2 separate regions of the Mus musculus genome follow, and region 2 is linked to region 1. Evidence: chromatin contacts called from public HiChIP or PLAC-seq data. All regions are on one chromosome and are shown on one strand. Each heading gives the region's core, a stretch centred on a gene start, on an enhancer-like site or on the middle of the called end of the contact. The rest is flanking DNA. Distances are from core to core; before and after follow the strand shown.

Region 1 (6,973 bases), core at 2,216-4,715:
TTAAATGTCTGTCTTCAGAAACCTTTGCCATTCTGAGATTGAAACACGTCCACCTGGAGCCCACGATCCCATGCTGATACTGGATCTCTGAGATGATATCAAAGACAGACAGGCAGACAGACAGACAGATGGAGCCTTGGGGCCCATGTCACAAGGAGCATATAGCCTACACTGTCAAGTATAGCTGAGCACAGGTAGGTTCAGCTGGGAGGTAGGGGACATTACTGGCCCAAGGCATGACATCCATCTTTCCAGAGAGCCAGGGGAACATGAGCCCCCCCTCCCTTTATCCCACTCTCTCTGTGCAGAGCAGTTCAAAGAGCTTGAAGCTTCTAGAAAATACTGCCAGGAACCAGGACAGAGAGCAGCAGGGCCCCGAGTCCCGGGCAGGAGAGGAAGGGCACTGCCTGCCGACAGGGACAGGAACAGGGACAGGGACAGACTGAGCTGTCCACAAAGTCAGCACAACAGGTGTGCTGGGCACAGGAGACCCAGGCCTGTAATTAAGGACTCTGGATGCCTGGTGTGAATTGCCCATTCACACCCTTGCAGGTGGCTCACACCTCTGAGGAGGAAATTGCAGGAAAAGAAAAGAAAAAACAAAACAAAACAAAACAAAACAAAACAAAAAACAAAAAAAACCAGTGTTCTATCTGGAGCCAGAGCCTGGCCAATCTGAGAGGCAGTGGATATCCCCACCCTTCGGGGACAGTCCCAGGAGGATGGTGGGCTCTACAATGGGAGCTAACTACAGCACCACAGAGCTGTGTGACCCTAGGCAAACTGCTTACCCTCTCTGTGCCTCCCAACTTGGACTTCATCAGCATTTTAGGGTAAGGCTCTGCCCAGTAGGGCTGCATATGTGGGTCGCATACTCTGTGAGCATCTTCTGCGTATCCACTGGGCACCAGGCTCCCGTGCACACTGTATGACTCTGGTGATATTGGACCTTACAGTCCAGAGTGGGGTTTTGTTCAGTAAGTAGATAATCACGTGGGCACATGCGTATCTCCACTTGGGGAGCTCGCAGGGAGAATGGGAAGGAGGGAGAGGAAGCTGGAGGGGCTACAGAGTCTCAAATCCAGGAGAAGCTCAACCTCTCCTGCCTGTGGGTGGGGTGGGGTGCGAGCAAGCGGCCAGCCGCGCAGGGAGCTTCTCTGGTGAGTACTACATAACCAGTGGCAGCTGGCAGAGCTGTGTGGGACTCAGGCTGATGAGTTTTCCTATCTTCAGATCCAAGGCTGTAGGCAGCTCACTTCAGGAGCTAGCTCACCACTGCCTGCCAGCCCATATGAACCATATCTGGGCCACGCATGGCCTAGAGTTTGTCAATGGTACCGCAGGCTGTGGTGAGCCAGGCGACAATGACAATCTGCAACAGCCAGTCTTAGGAGGGACCACAGGGCCTCTGGAGCTCCAGGGACACAGGCCCTGCCTCTGTGGGGCAATTTTCACATCCCAAGGGCTCTGCATTCTGGGAAGGTGGGCAACAGTAGGGAATACTTTACAGAGGAGACTGAGGCAGAGGGATGGTCTGGGACAGACAAGGAGCCAACAGTAAGGGCCTTCCCTTTTTTCCTTCCTTCCTTCCTTCCTTCCTTCCTTTCCTTCCTTCCTTTCTTAAAGGCATGTGCCACCACTGTCCAGCAGGCCTTCCCACAGAACAGCCATGCACCTAGACTCCCCGGTCACTGGCTGGGGACCAGGGAAAACACTCAGGCCACCTAGGAATAGGCTGTTTCTATTATATGTACTGTTAGCTATCCTCTGTAGCATCAGTGTGGTGTCTTTTGAGGAAGGAGGCACATAGCTTGTAGGCCTGGGACAGCTCAGGCGTGTTCCTCATCCTCTCAGGTACAGGCAAGGAAGAAGCTAATCTGCCCTCACACAGATGGCCTGCACCCCATGGCGAGGAAGGCAAAGTAAAGGACCTGTAGGTGAGGGGCAGAGATGGGGAGCGGAACAAGAGCACCCTAACCAGACAGCGAAGGGACAGTGCTTTTTCTATACCTCGAGAATGAAAACGTGTGAGCAGAAACTGCCCAGGGGATCTGCGGAGGGCTGTAAGAGGCCGTGGCTGTGCATCCTCCCTGCCTGCCACTCAGGCCTTCTCTTTCCCACCTTGGACTCCTGACACTAGGCTTCCAAAATTCCAAGCTGAGTCCACAGGGACCAAAGGGGAGCCTATGGCTTGGCAAGCTCCCTGTCTCCACCCCAAAGTGAGGAAGGAGAGGCCCCAAAGATGCTACAGTCACTTGGGGGGAAAGAAACCACTGGACGGCACAGCCTAAACTGTGCCCGCCAGACTGAGAATGATGCTAGTGACCCTCCCTCCCTCCTGTCTGTCTGTCCATTCCTCCCCCAGGCAGGAACAGGGAGGTAGCAGGAGTCAAGTTACAGTTCCACACCAACAGAGGAGAAAACTGAGCAAGGCTGGGTGGGCTGGCTTCCAAACATCCTAACCTTCCTCCCTGCCCCCTGTGAAAACCAAGCATCAGCTTTCAGAATGGACACTGCCTTTCCTGAAATTAGAGACTCTGGGTAAGGCCGTCCCAAGGAAGGCAATGGGGGGGGGGCCCTTGGGGCTTGTGCCCATGGCTGCAGCTACACAGCCTGAGCTGCAGTGTGTACACACACACGGTGCACAGACACTCTGAGCAGCCCTGCTGGTCCTTCCACAGGGTAGAGGGGCCTGGGCAGGCGGGTCCTCCAAGCATCCTTGGGGCTGATGGGAGATGATGAGAGAAGCCACTAAGAACCTCTGGGATTCTGCACTGTGGGTAAAGACACAGGTAGTGCTCCTACAGTTTGGGTGATGCTGAACCACAGTCACCAGCCACTGCGACTGCCCCCTCACAGAGCCTCACAGCCTCTCTCTTCCCTGGCCCTCTACAGACAGCGGCAGAAGAGAGGATACTCCGGACACAGGTGCCTTCCCTGGGGTCCTAGCACAGTGCTTCATACAAACACACATTCACCGATGTCCTCACCAAGACAACCTGGGGATGACAAGTCCTTTTATAAACATGGGAGGAAAACAGATATACAAGACCAAGCTCTGGTCAGAGCCCTGAAAGCCACATGGCCAGCTTAGATGTGCAGTCTTGAGCAGGCTGTGCCTCGAGTTCACTTTGGCCAGCTTCAAGTTCACTTTGGCCACAGCAGAAGCCCTCCCATGCCCAGGGCTGCGAGTTCCAAGCCAGCCAGCATGGCAGGCACCAGGCACAGAGCCCAGCACACAGGCACATACCAGGAACGTGGGTTGTGACTCCGGGTGTATCTACCATGAGAAGCGCCCCCAATCCTGCCTGACACAGTAGGTCAACCAGTTCTCCCAAACCCTGAAGCCTTCCTTCCCCTCAGTCAGTGACCTTCCGCTGGCCGGTGGGTGGCTTTGTGTAGAATCAGAGCTGAGGCACGGGCCTCGCATCCCTGGGAAAGTCTCACAGTGACCCCTGCTGTCCACCACTGCAATCGGCCCCAGCTCTCTATCTATCCACTGGGAAGCTAACAAAAGCGAGGCAGTGCCTGTCCAGGACAGTTCCAGCTTCAGGGGTTTAGGACCGCTCAGTCAGAACAATGGCGGAGGGGAAGAGACGCCGAGTGTAAGTACATTCCGCAGACACTAATTCCCTGTCTGCTAAAGAGGAAGTATAATACACAGATCAAACAAAGCACCTTCCCCTGCCTTGCAGTCTATTGTTTCCCTGGATAAATGTCATCCCTGATACACCGTGGATCCGGGCGACACTGTCATCTTGGAGGGATGTGGTTCCTGATCAACACGCACGGTTCTTAGCAACTCCTTTTGAAGCGGCAGCTGTGAGATTGGGACTCTTTAAAAAAAAAAAAAAAAAAAAAAAAAAAGAGGCAGAGGCACCACAGGCGAGCCGGGAGCTAACACTCTCCCTCTCTTTTTGACTGTTGTGCCGGATGCTGGTATGTGGGGAAAAAAGAAAAGAAAAAGAAAAAAGCGCCCCTTGTCCCAGACTGTGACCCGTATCACTAGGCACCGGAGCTCAGACATCAGAGGGGACAGCATGCAGCACTGATTGAGCTGACTGCAGCGGTGAACACCCCCACCCCAGGGGATGGGGAAGAACAGGGAGAAAAGGGATGGGTTTTGAAGCCGATTCCCCAAGCAGCATCCCATCTCTTAACCTCCCAGCAAGAGGAGAGACGCAAGCCTCACAAAGATAATTCCCTCTCTAACTTAGCACTTGTCATGTAGCCTTGCAAGACGCAGACAGGTCATTCTACCAGAGACATCACCCGAGACAGTGACAAGCAGAGGCTGAGCGCTCCTGACATGGCTCCTCCCCAGGCAGAGCCTCAGCAGGCCACGGTGGGGGGGGGGGGCGGGGTGGAGGGGCACTCAAGGCCCCTGTGTTCTCCAAAATCCCAGCTGAACCTCGGCGAATGGCACAGAAAGGTTAAACGCCCCACCTCATGCTCTGAGAACGCGTGCCTTGGGGTGCCTCATGATCCAGTGCCCCCTCATGGGATCACAGAAATGTCTCCTTTAACTTGAGACTCAATACAGGGCCACCCAAGTGAAAATGCTCTTCTATGCACATATGGGGTGGTCAGCCTGAGGCCTGTGTGGATCAGACTGTAAGAGTTCACATACAGAGGGAGGAGACATGGCTGCCTCAGTGGTTAAAAGCACTGGGTGCTCTTCCAGGGGACCCGGGTTCATTCCCAGCACCCAAATGGCAGCTCAGTGGTCACTCCAGTTGCAGGTGATCTCATGCCCTCCTCTGGCCTCTGGAGGCACTGCATGCACACAGTTCGTGAGTGGAAGTTACATGCTCATACATAAAACAAAAAGGTTGGGGAAAAAAGAATTTAAACTGATGGACCACCTTTCAAACCACGAGCAGAATGAGCCTGACGAAACCCAGGCTCCTGCATCAGGCTCCTGTGTGCCGTCACGGCCAGGGAAGGAGAGCCCTGAAGTTAAAGACAACCTACCCCTGTCCCAGCCAGGCTGTCTTTGACTCTCGTCACTTGCCTGGGCCCTAAGCCGAGACTGCATCCTGTACTAACAGACCATGGCCTGTGTTCTGTATGTCACATTCACTGTCCTCCCAAAATGGCTTTTTCCAGAGAGCAACTGAGGCCAGTATCTTAATCCCATGAGGACAACAGGGTCCTCTGGGGACCTGAGGTGAAGGTCCCAGTGTCTGGGACCCACCTTGAAGGAAATGACTCTCCAGGAGCAAAGCCTGCATGGAGGGATATCGGTAAATCCCACAGGGGAACCACAGGCTGCAGCCACCAGAACTGCTATCTCTCCTGATATCTGGGGACAGTGCTAAAGTACAGGCACACACCCAGACATCCTCCTGCCTCTGAGAAGGGAGGTCAGGGCACTCTTGTACCATAATCTCTGAGATTACGGAAGCCAGACCAAAGGCAAAGTTTAGAAAGCCCCATTGTGGGCTTAAAGCACTATCAGTCAGGACCTGGGAAGCCTCGCAGCCTCCAGGGGGCGCTGTGCACACAGCCCAGTGTGGGGACCTACCTGAAAAGCTCCCGGATCTCCCTCTGGTTGGCCTGGAAGGGGATATTCCGCACCAGGATCTTGGAGGTCGTCTGCTTCTTGGGGACCTGCTTCTTCCGAGTTGATGTCAAGGCAGGCCTGGAATGGGGTGGGGGAAAACACCAGGTCATCTGGGCTGCCAACTGCTTGTACCTAGACCAATCCTGTCACCTGCCCACAGAAAACACCTCCTGGTCATTGCAAGTGGCCTCCAGAAGGGGCCAGGATGAAAGCACAGGAAGTCAGCCCATCCTCCGCTTGGGGTGATGGGAATGGAGTTATCTTCTCCCCTGAACAGCGTAGCCCATTGCTGCTGTCCTTGAACAAGGACCATAAGAAGGAAGGAACGCCATGAGGGAGGGCCTCAAGCATTCTGGGCCAGCACTTTACCCTCGGGCTACACTCCCAGCCCCATCTCCTCCTTTTATGATAAAAATGGTCACTGACTGGTTCAGACGGGCAGGGAAGCGGGTATGAAAGTTGGCAAGAGAAACCTTAATTGTGAAGAACCCCAAGTGGCTGAGGAATTGGGGTGTGTAGGTGGCAGAGGTGGGGCATTTAAGAACCATGAGACACCAGGACAATCAGCACCAAGGTCAGACCAAGGTCAGACACAGAGAGCTGCCACCCACCCAAGGACAGAGAAGACATCTGAGGACTCACTTAGTGGCCCGTTCAGAGATCCGTACTTCCAGCTTATGGCCGTCCACAGTGTGACCCTAGAACACAGAAAGACCAGGCCTGGTCACTAACCCATCCTTGCCCTTTTCCAGCACACAGCCTGTCTCAGGCAGAGGGGCTGGTGGGAACCAAGGACAGAGATGGCTTTAACACAAAAGCAGTCCTGAGCCAAGCAGCCAGTGGCCAGAGAGGGCCAGTCTCCTAGGAATTCCGAACCTCCTAGCTACTCAGGGAGCTATTTCTACCACAGAGGCATATTCAGGGAGAGGAGCCTGCAGGTCTGGCTTGCAGAGAGCTCGCTCTAGTTCATAGGCTCTTTATGGAAGGCTCTAACCCACCCGAGCCACAGGTAAGCTAGGCTGGAACTGCAGTCCCCAGCTGCAAAGCTGCTGCATTAGCAAAATGACCCCTGGAAATCCCTCCGATATCCCAGGAAACGCAGCGAGTGGGGCTTTGGACGCCCTATCCCTGGCAGTGATGTGCACACATGTTTGTGCACAGGAGAGCACATGGCACACATGCAAATGCTGCACCACCAACTTGAGAACCACCAAAGAGAAAATATGGACCACAATCTTCAGAGTTTAATTTGAATCTCAGACAAGATCTGGGACCGCAGTGCGGATTTCTAGTAAGCAAAAGACAAAACCTCACAGGGCCCATGCTGAGCTGTGGCCTCTGCCCTGCATGGCCTGATGACTGTCAATGCAGGGGGCTCTACTGTTATTTTTCTTGATACAGGGTCTA
Region 2 (6,973 bases), core at 2,417-4,916, 260 kb before region 1:
TGTGGCTGGAGTTCCTGTGAGATGAGTGAATAGTGGATATGGTCTGGGAGGAGATGGGAGGGCACTGGATTCTTGAATGCTGTGGGGTGACCTCTGGACATGTCAAATAAACACTGGCCTGGGGTGAGGTGGAAAGCTGGCGCTGTCTCTGGGATCAGACGGCTCAGTGCTGTGTGCACGTGTCGGTGTGTTCAGGTGTCTGTGTGTCCACATGTCAGTGTGTGCGGGTGTCTGTGTATGCACGTGTCAGTATGTGTAGATGTTGGTGTGTGCACACTTCTGTGTGCCTGCGTCAGTGGTGTGTCAGAACATCAGTGTGCATGTTTCTACGTGCAGATATCTGCGGTATGTCTACGGGTGCACTTCTATGACCTTTGTGTGTCTTTACATGTGTGTGCCTGATGGCATGTCCTGCTGTGATTCTGCCTGTGTTCAAGTGTGTTCTTCTACTTGTCTGTTTTATTTTTTCAAGGCTGAGTCTCTCCATGTAGCCCAGGCTGGCCTAGAACTTGCCATCTCTCGAGTCAGCCCCTGGCATGTCTGACTATTGTGTGGCTGAGCTAACAGCTTCTAGGTGGATGATGGAGCAGGGTAAGAAACACCAAAGCCAGGCCTGGTGGGTAAGAGAGCTCTAGCCTATGGGCCCATAGGAGTATGGAAGGATGTGCACATTCACGACTGAGCACTAACTGGGGGACTCAAGTACACCCCAAAATCTCATCCCCGCTATGAAGTGAGAGCCATGGTCAATTTCACTTTATATATATATATTGAGCTCAGAGAGGGCAAACCATTTGCCTAAGATCACACAGCAAGTGAACCTAAGAAGAACTCTAGAATGCATTAATTTATTTATTTTATTTATTTTTGTTTCATGTGCATTGGTGTTTTGCCTGCCTGCCTGCCTGCCTGCCTGTGTGAGGGTGTTGGATTCCCCTGGACCTGGAGTTAGAGACAAGTATGAGCTGCCTGCCACATGGATGCTGGGATATGAACCTAGGTCCTCTGGAAGAGCAGCCAGTGCTTCTAGCTGCTGAGCCATCTCTCCAGCCTCAGCAAAAGTGTTTTGCTTCACACAAAAGACCTTTGTTCATGAACCAAAAACCAACCATTCAGTTACTGGGATTTTGTTTATTGATTTGTTTGTTTGTTTTTGGCTATTTTAAACTTCAAATTAAAAAAAAAAAACTCTAAAACATCTTTGGTTTTGAGAGAAACAGTTAAGAGAGCCCCAAACAGCTTGGTGGTTAAGAGCACTGGCTGTTCTTCCAGAGAACCTAGATTTAATTCCCATGGGGCAGCTCACACCTGCCTGTAGCTCCAGTTCCAGGGGCTCCGACACCCTCCCACAGACACGCATGCAGGCAAAATGCTGACGCACATGAAATAAAAACAAACCATTCAAAACAAAATAAAACAAACAAACAAAAAACCCAAACCAAAATCCAGATCCTGGGTTAGGGAGGAAGCACAGTGGAAGAGCATTTGCTTAACGTATTTCTAGGTTGGGACCCCTGCTCGGAGGAAACGAAAAAGATGAAGTCCCTGCTGGAGCCTTCATAGCCACACAGCACTGTGGGGTCTGTCTGCTGGTGTCCCTTGCCCACAGACAGGGAGATCTGAGGACCACCGGGACAGGGACAGGATGGGATGGCTCATCTTTGGTGAGTCCCGCAGAAGGAGTTCAGGGTGAGCTGTATCAAGGAGCTCCATCCAGGAGAAGACAAGGCTGGGCCAAGCTTCAGGCCAAGTGGTCAGAATTAAGAGGAGGCAAAAGCTGGGGGCCTGGTACCCCTGGCTCTGGAAGCAGAATATTTGGAGGCGGTTTTAGATTCACTGTCAAAGCCACAGGCCTACATAGGTTGCTAGAGACACCTGTGGGAGGTTGGTTGGTGCAGGTCGCAGGGAGCTCTTCCTGGCTCTCAAGCAGAGGAGAAGCTAGCTGGCAGGAAGGAAATAAGACAGTAGGTGATGCGTGTGTGCATGCGTGCGCATGTGTGATGGAGGTGAGGGGACGGGGATGGGTGGGTGGAGGAGGTGTGATATGTGCACAGAAACCCAGACAGGGGTAGTGGGGCTAGAACAGGGGGCAGGGAAGTCTGGGAGGGGACAGGAAGTCACTGACCCTCCTGTCTGAAAGGCTGGAGAAGCCAGTGGTGAACTTTTTTCCTTGTGTGTGTTTGCTGGGGGTGTGGGAGGCAGTGGTGGAGAGGAGATATTCTAAGGTGGGGCATGTCTTTAGATTTATAACCCTGCCAATCTGAGAAGGCTTCCTGGAGGCAGTGGCACCGCCCTCAGGGAGAAGCGAACCAGGAAGACAGAAAAAGAGATGAAGGCAGAATGGGTCCAATGTTCAAAGCATCCTCCTCCAGAGGGGTCTCCTGCATCCTGTGCTCAGCTTACTGGGTCCCCCAAGAGTCCCAGGATCCCTCCTGGGTGTGTGTCTTCCATCAAGATGTGGACAAAGTTGATTAGTGTGGGCGGCAGCCAGGACTGGCGTTTCTAATTAACACGCAGGCGGGGAGAACGCGCTCTCTTCTTCTCGACTCTGTATTCAGCTGATTGAATATCAGGGCCGAGGCTAAACTATGAGTCAAAAATAAAACCTGCGCGCTCCTCTCGTTAAAGAGACAGCGTTCCATTTCCAGGGCTCTGCTCCTCCGGCAGCCTGGGGTAGAGAGGGGACCGATGCTTTGGAAAAACCCTGAGGCTAGGCTGGACACGGGGACTTTCCGGTTCTAGGCAGGGGTCAGCGAATGAGGCTGGGGGTGCAAGGAAGGCTGGGATGGAGGGAGGAAGGGGGGGACTCCAGGTGGGCCCGTGGTCCCCCCACGGGGGAGAGAAAGGAAGAAAGATGGACTGTAGAGAGGAAAAGGCGAGAGGCAGCTTGCTGTAGCAGGGGGAGAAGGGTAGGCAAACACGGGTTCATTAATCTGTAGTTCGTCTGTCTTTCCTGTGAGGTGGATGGACTTGATGGATTAATTAAGTCGCAGTCTGTAAAACCGGTTTATTTGCATAGCAAACTCCTGGGCCAGTGTGCGGTGAGGTGAGTGTGCGCCGCGCAGACAATTCGGGGGAAATTACAGCCTCATTAATATGCTAATCTGGTTGCAGGCCTGGAACGGAGTTTTGGGTTGGTGGTGCTCCGGGGTGGTGGGTGTTTGGTTGCCTAGCAACCCTTTTCTCCAGGTAACCCTTCTCTGGCTTGCCCTTGATATCCCCAAAGGAGCGCCGCTGTGGAAGAGGAGGTAGCTGGGAGCCTGCTGCTGTCACAGAACAGTGGGCAAAATAAAAGGAAGGCGCGCACGTCCACACGCGAGGCCCCATTGTGCCGGTGTCTTTGCAAACAGACTGGGGAGGGGGGAACAGGGGAGGCTGCGTGGGTGCAGGGGACAGACGCCAACAGGCAGAAGCAATGTGGGGTGTCTGTGGAGCCAGACGGGGTGGGAACAGCCCTACACACACACACACACACACACACACACACACACACACACACACACACACAGATGCACACATGTGTGCACATATGCGCGGTTTTGTTTAACAAACAGATCCACATAATGAGACACTCCACATAGGTGATACACCCCCCAAGAGACACCCCAGACCCCGTCCTCACCAATGTCACCACAGACACACAGGCACGAGGTGGTGTGACGTTCACATAATATAAATGATAAATAGACAGTTCTGCGCGTGTGTGCACGCGCGCGGGCGCTGTGCACAGCTGTGCTGGCGGGTCCTGGTGGGTGGGAGTGGTAGGTGTGTGTATTGGTGGACACGCAGAAACATTCACATATGAAGCACAGCCTAAGCCCAGGGAAACCTTGGGCACAGTGTAGGATAGCATTGATGCACCAACACCAAGCACCTGCAGGCTCACAAACAGAACATGTGGTATATGCGTTTAGTCCCAAGTCACAGAAGGCAGAGGCAGTTGTATATCAGAGTTTGAGGCCAGCCCTGGGTAACCAGGGCTACATAGTGATACCCTGTCAGGAAAAACAAAAACCAAACCCAAAGTCCCCAGGCAGGTGGCCATGCAGAACACATGTTTCTCCTAATCCTTGTCACCTGAACTACGTGTGGTGTGTGACTGATGTCTGTATTGAAATCACACCCTGGTGGGCTTTCTGCACCCTGACGCTCTGTGACCACCCAATTTTGTTCTTTCTCTGCCAATCTGGAAGCATCAACTCTTCCGGTTGTTTCTGATAGGTGTACCAAAGCTAGTCGAATGTCCTCAGAGAGTAACTTTCCGTGCAATTACACCTCACCCCACCTCAAAAAGGCACCTGGTTCAGATGGATGTACAGGTGAATTCTGCACAAGATAATGAGAGGCAAGGGATTATTCTATCATACAAACTGTTCTAGAAGAAAAGAGAAACTAGCTAGACGGTAGTGGCATATAATCCTAGCACTCGGTGGGGCATAGGCAGTTCAAGGCCAACCTGGTGTATAGACAGCCAAGGCTACATGGAGAAACCCTGTCTTGACAAACAGACAGACAGACAGACAAGCAGACAAGCCCACAAAACCCAAAACAAAACATAAAATGAGAGGAGCTGTTCTACTCACAACTTTGACAGAACGTTGTGAGCTCTAGACAAGAGAGCATGAGAAGAGACTCATTAGCTGTCTGAGAAACACATATGGAAATGGTAACAAAAATGTACTATGGTATAAAGAGTGAGGGCTATCTAGGATTGGCATAGGTGCAGGCTCAGGGGACAGCCAATCCAAGGAGTTGGAAGCCCACACTTCATGGCTCTAAGTATTGGCAGAGTTGTAAAGGTGTTCAGACAGGCTTGCTCAGTTCTGGAGTGCCTGCAGACAAGCACACACGGAGAACACATGGAATTGTTTCCAGCAATGAGGCTCATGTTGGCAACTCATGGTCCATTGTCAGGAGACTAGGAGAAGAAACCAAGGCACGCGGCTGTGCACTCCATCTTGATGCTAGAGACACACCCCCTTATGGCTTCTCAGAGGACATAGGCTACTATCTACCAACTACCTATTCAAAGATCATTTATATGCCTGCTTCTATATACATAACTATCAAATATCGATCTTTGTACCTATTATCTATATCCATTTATACATCTACTCAATTCTCTATCCACCTATCCATCTATTTGTCCCTCCATTCATCTACCCTCTGTCTATGTATGTTTGTATGTATGTACATATGTATGTATGCATGTATGTATATTGTATGTATCTATGTATGTTTGTACATATCTATGTATGTATGCATGTATGTATCTATGTATGCATCTATCTATGTATGCATGATATATATATGTATTTATCTATATATGCATGCATGTATATATGTGTGCATTATGTATGTATGTATGCATCTATGTATGCATGTATGAATGTATACATCTAGCTGTGTATGTATGTATGTATGTATGCATGTATGTGTATGTGTGTATGTATGTGTGTGTGTATTATGTATGTATGTATGTATGTATGTATGTATGTATGTATCTATCTATCTATCTATCTATCTATCTATCTATCTACCCATCTATCTGTAGTGGTTTGAATATGCTTGGTCCAGGGAGTGGCACTATTAGGAGGTGTGGCCTTGTTGGAGTAGGTGTGTCACTGTGAGGGTGGGTTTGAGACCCTTCTGCTTGCTGCCTGGAAGCTAGTCTTCACTTTGCCTTCAGAACAAGATGTAGAACTCTCAGCTCCTTCTCTTGCACCATGACTGAAATGCTTCCTACCTTGATGATAATGGACTGAACCTAAGCCATCTCCAATGAAATGTCCTTTAAAAGAGTTGCCTTGGTCATGGTGTCTCTTCACAGCAATGAAAACCTTAACTAGGACTCACTCAATCTATCTATCTATCTATCTATCTATCTATCTATCTATCTATCTACTTATCTATCAACTCTTCAGCATCCACCCACCTACCTATTATCTATTCCTCTATTCTTCCATGTTTATATGAAGTTTTGGGGATGCTATAGTCTGTATCTCTTTTTCCTTTATTATAGAATTGTGCTTCTTGGTCTTTTCCATGTGTCCTGTGTGGGCAGGGTGGTGGTGAATTTGATCTTTAGATTCCTTTTGGCCACTAGTGTGTTAAAGGATATTCCATAGGCAGAAGCAGAGGCTTTAGTGTGTGTGTGTGTGTGTGTGTGTGTGTGTGTGTGTGTGTATGTGTGTGTGTGTGTGTGTGTGTGTGTGTGTGTGTGTAGTGAGCTGGGGAGAAAGTATAAGCTCTTGCATGTTTATGATACTTCATGACAAACTGTCCTTTTAGCCTGTGACACCTGTGCCTTTCAGAAACTCTGGGTCCAAGCTACACATCTGGGCATCCTGGATGATTAAAATCACAGCAGAATCATTGCCCATGCATGGAGTGACGGGGGTCGAAATGCATGGTGGGTGCTATAAGCTTCAGAGACAGCAGACTCACTTTAATCACTTTTAAACATTTATTTATGGATTTATTTTTGCATGTGCATGTATGTATGTGTGTGCGCGCATGCGTGTGTGGGTTCGGGTTCGGGTATATATAGGGGAACACTCTTGCTATACCGAATGACTGGAAGCCAAAGAACAACTTGCTGCAGTTGGCTCTCTGCTTCTACCATGTAGGTTTTGGGTATTGAACTCAGGTCATCAGCCTCGGTGGCAAACACCTTTTCTGACTGAGCCATCTTGCCGGTCCCTCCGTGGTTATTTGTTACACAGCATGATCATAGCGGAGAGCTGTCTGGTACAGGAAGAAAGGTAGGTGGGTAATAGGCTAACACACAGCGCCGAGCCTTATTTGGCTGTGTAGACCCATTCCTTTAGGAGTGGGGATGAATCTTCCCCACCCCAGGAGTAGAAAAACCCAACTCCTGAGATCTCCCAGGATTCTCTCACTTCCTGGCAGCACAATTAGGCCCAGTCCTGGCTTCCAGCCTCCTTCCCGAGGGCCGGATCTCAGTCTGCAG

The links. HiChIP or PLAC-seq counts read pairs in DNA pulled down with a chosen protein or histone mark.
Region 2: a contact with region 1 is called in an H3K4me3 HiChIP or PLAC-seq map of embryonic forebrain, with 5 times the contacts expected there. The contact joins two enhancer-like sites. A contact is called at or near these places in 1 of 15 datasets of contacts at CTCF or cohesin (the NIH/3T3 cell line), 7 of 115 datasets of contacts at active chromatin or transcription factors (craniofacial prominence, embryonic basal ganglia, embryonic forebrain and 4 more) and 1 of 9 other capture datasets (embryonic trunk).

What each region holds. Positions count from the first base shown.
Region 1 is chr5:120,142,668-120,149,640 of GRCm38.p6, reverse strand. It overlaps Rbm19 (RNA binding motif protein 19), which reads right to left. Exons shown (of 24, transcript NM_028762.1): 20 at 6,209-6,264; 21 at 5,528-5,644. Among named protein-coding and RNA genes, the nearest start is that of Gm10390, 6.9 kb to the right of the region's middle. Within about 2 kb of position 3,465, at least 24 of the 459 cell types and tissues checked have an H3K27ac peak or open chromatin away from gene starts, as enhancers often do. A contact at or near this core is called in embryonic forebrain, where this site is marked.
Region 2 is chr5:120,405,839-120,412,811 of GRCm38.p6, reverse strand. No RefSeq gene overlaps it. Among named protein-coding and RNA genes, the nearest start is that of Gm31976, 22 kb to the left of the region's middle. Within about 2 kb of position 3,666, at least 44 of the 459 cell types and tissues checked have an H3K27ac peak or open chromatin away from gene starts, as enhancers often do. A contact at or near this core is called in embryonic forebrain, where this site is marked.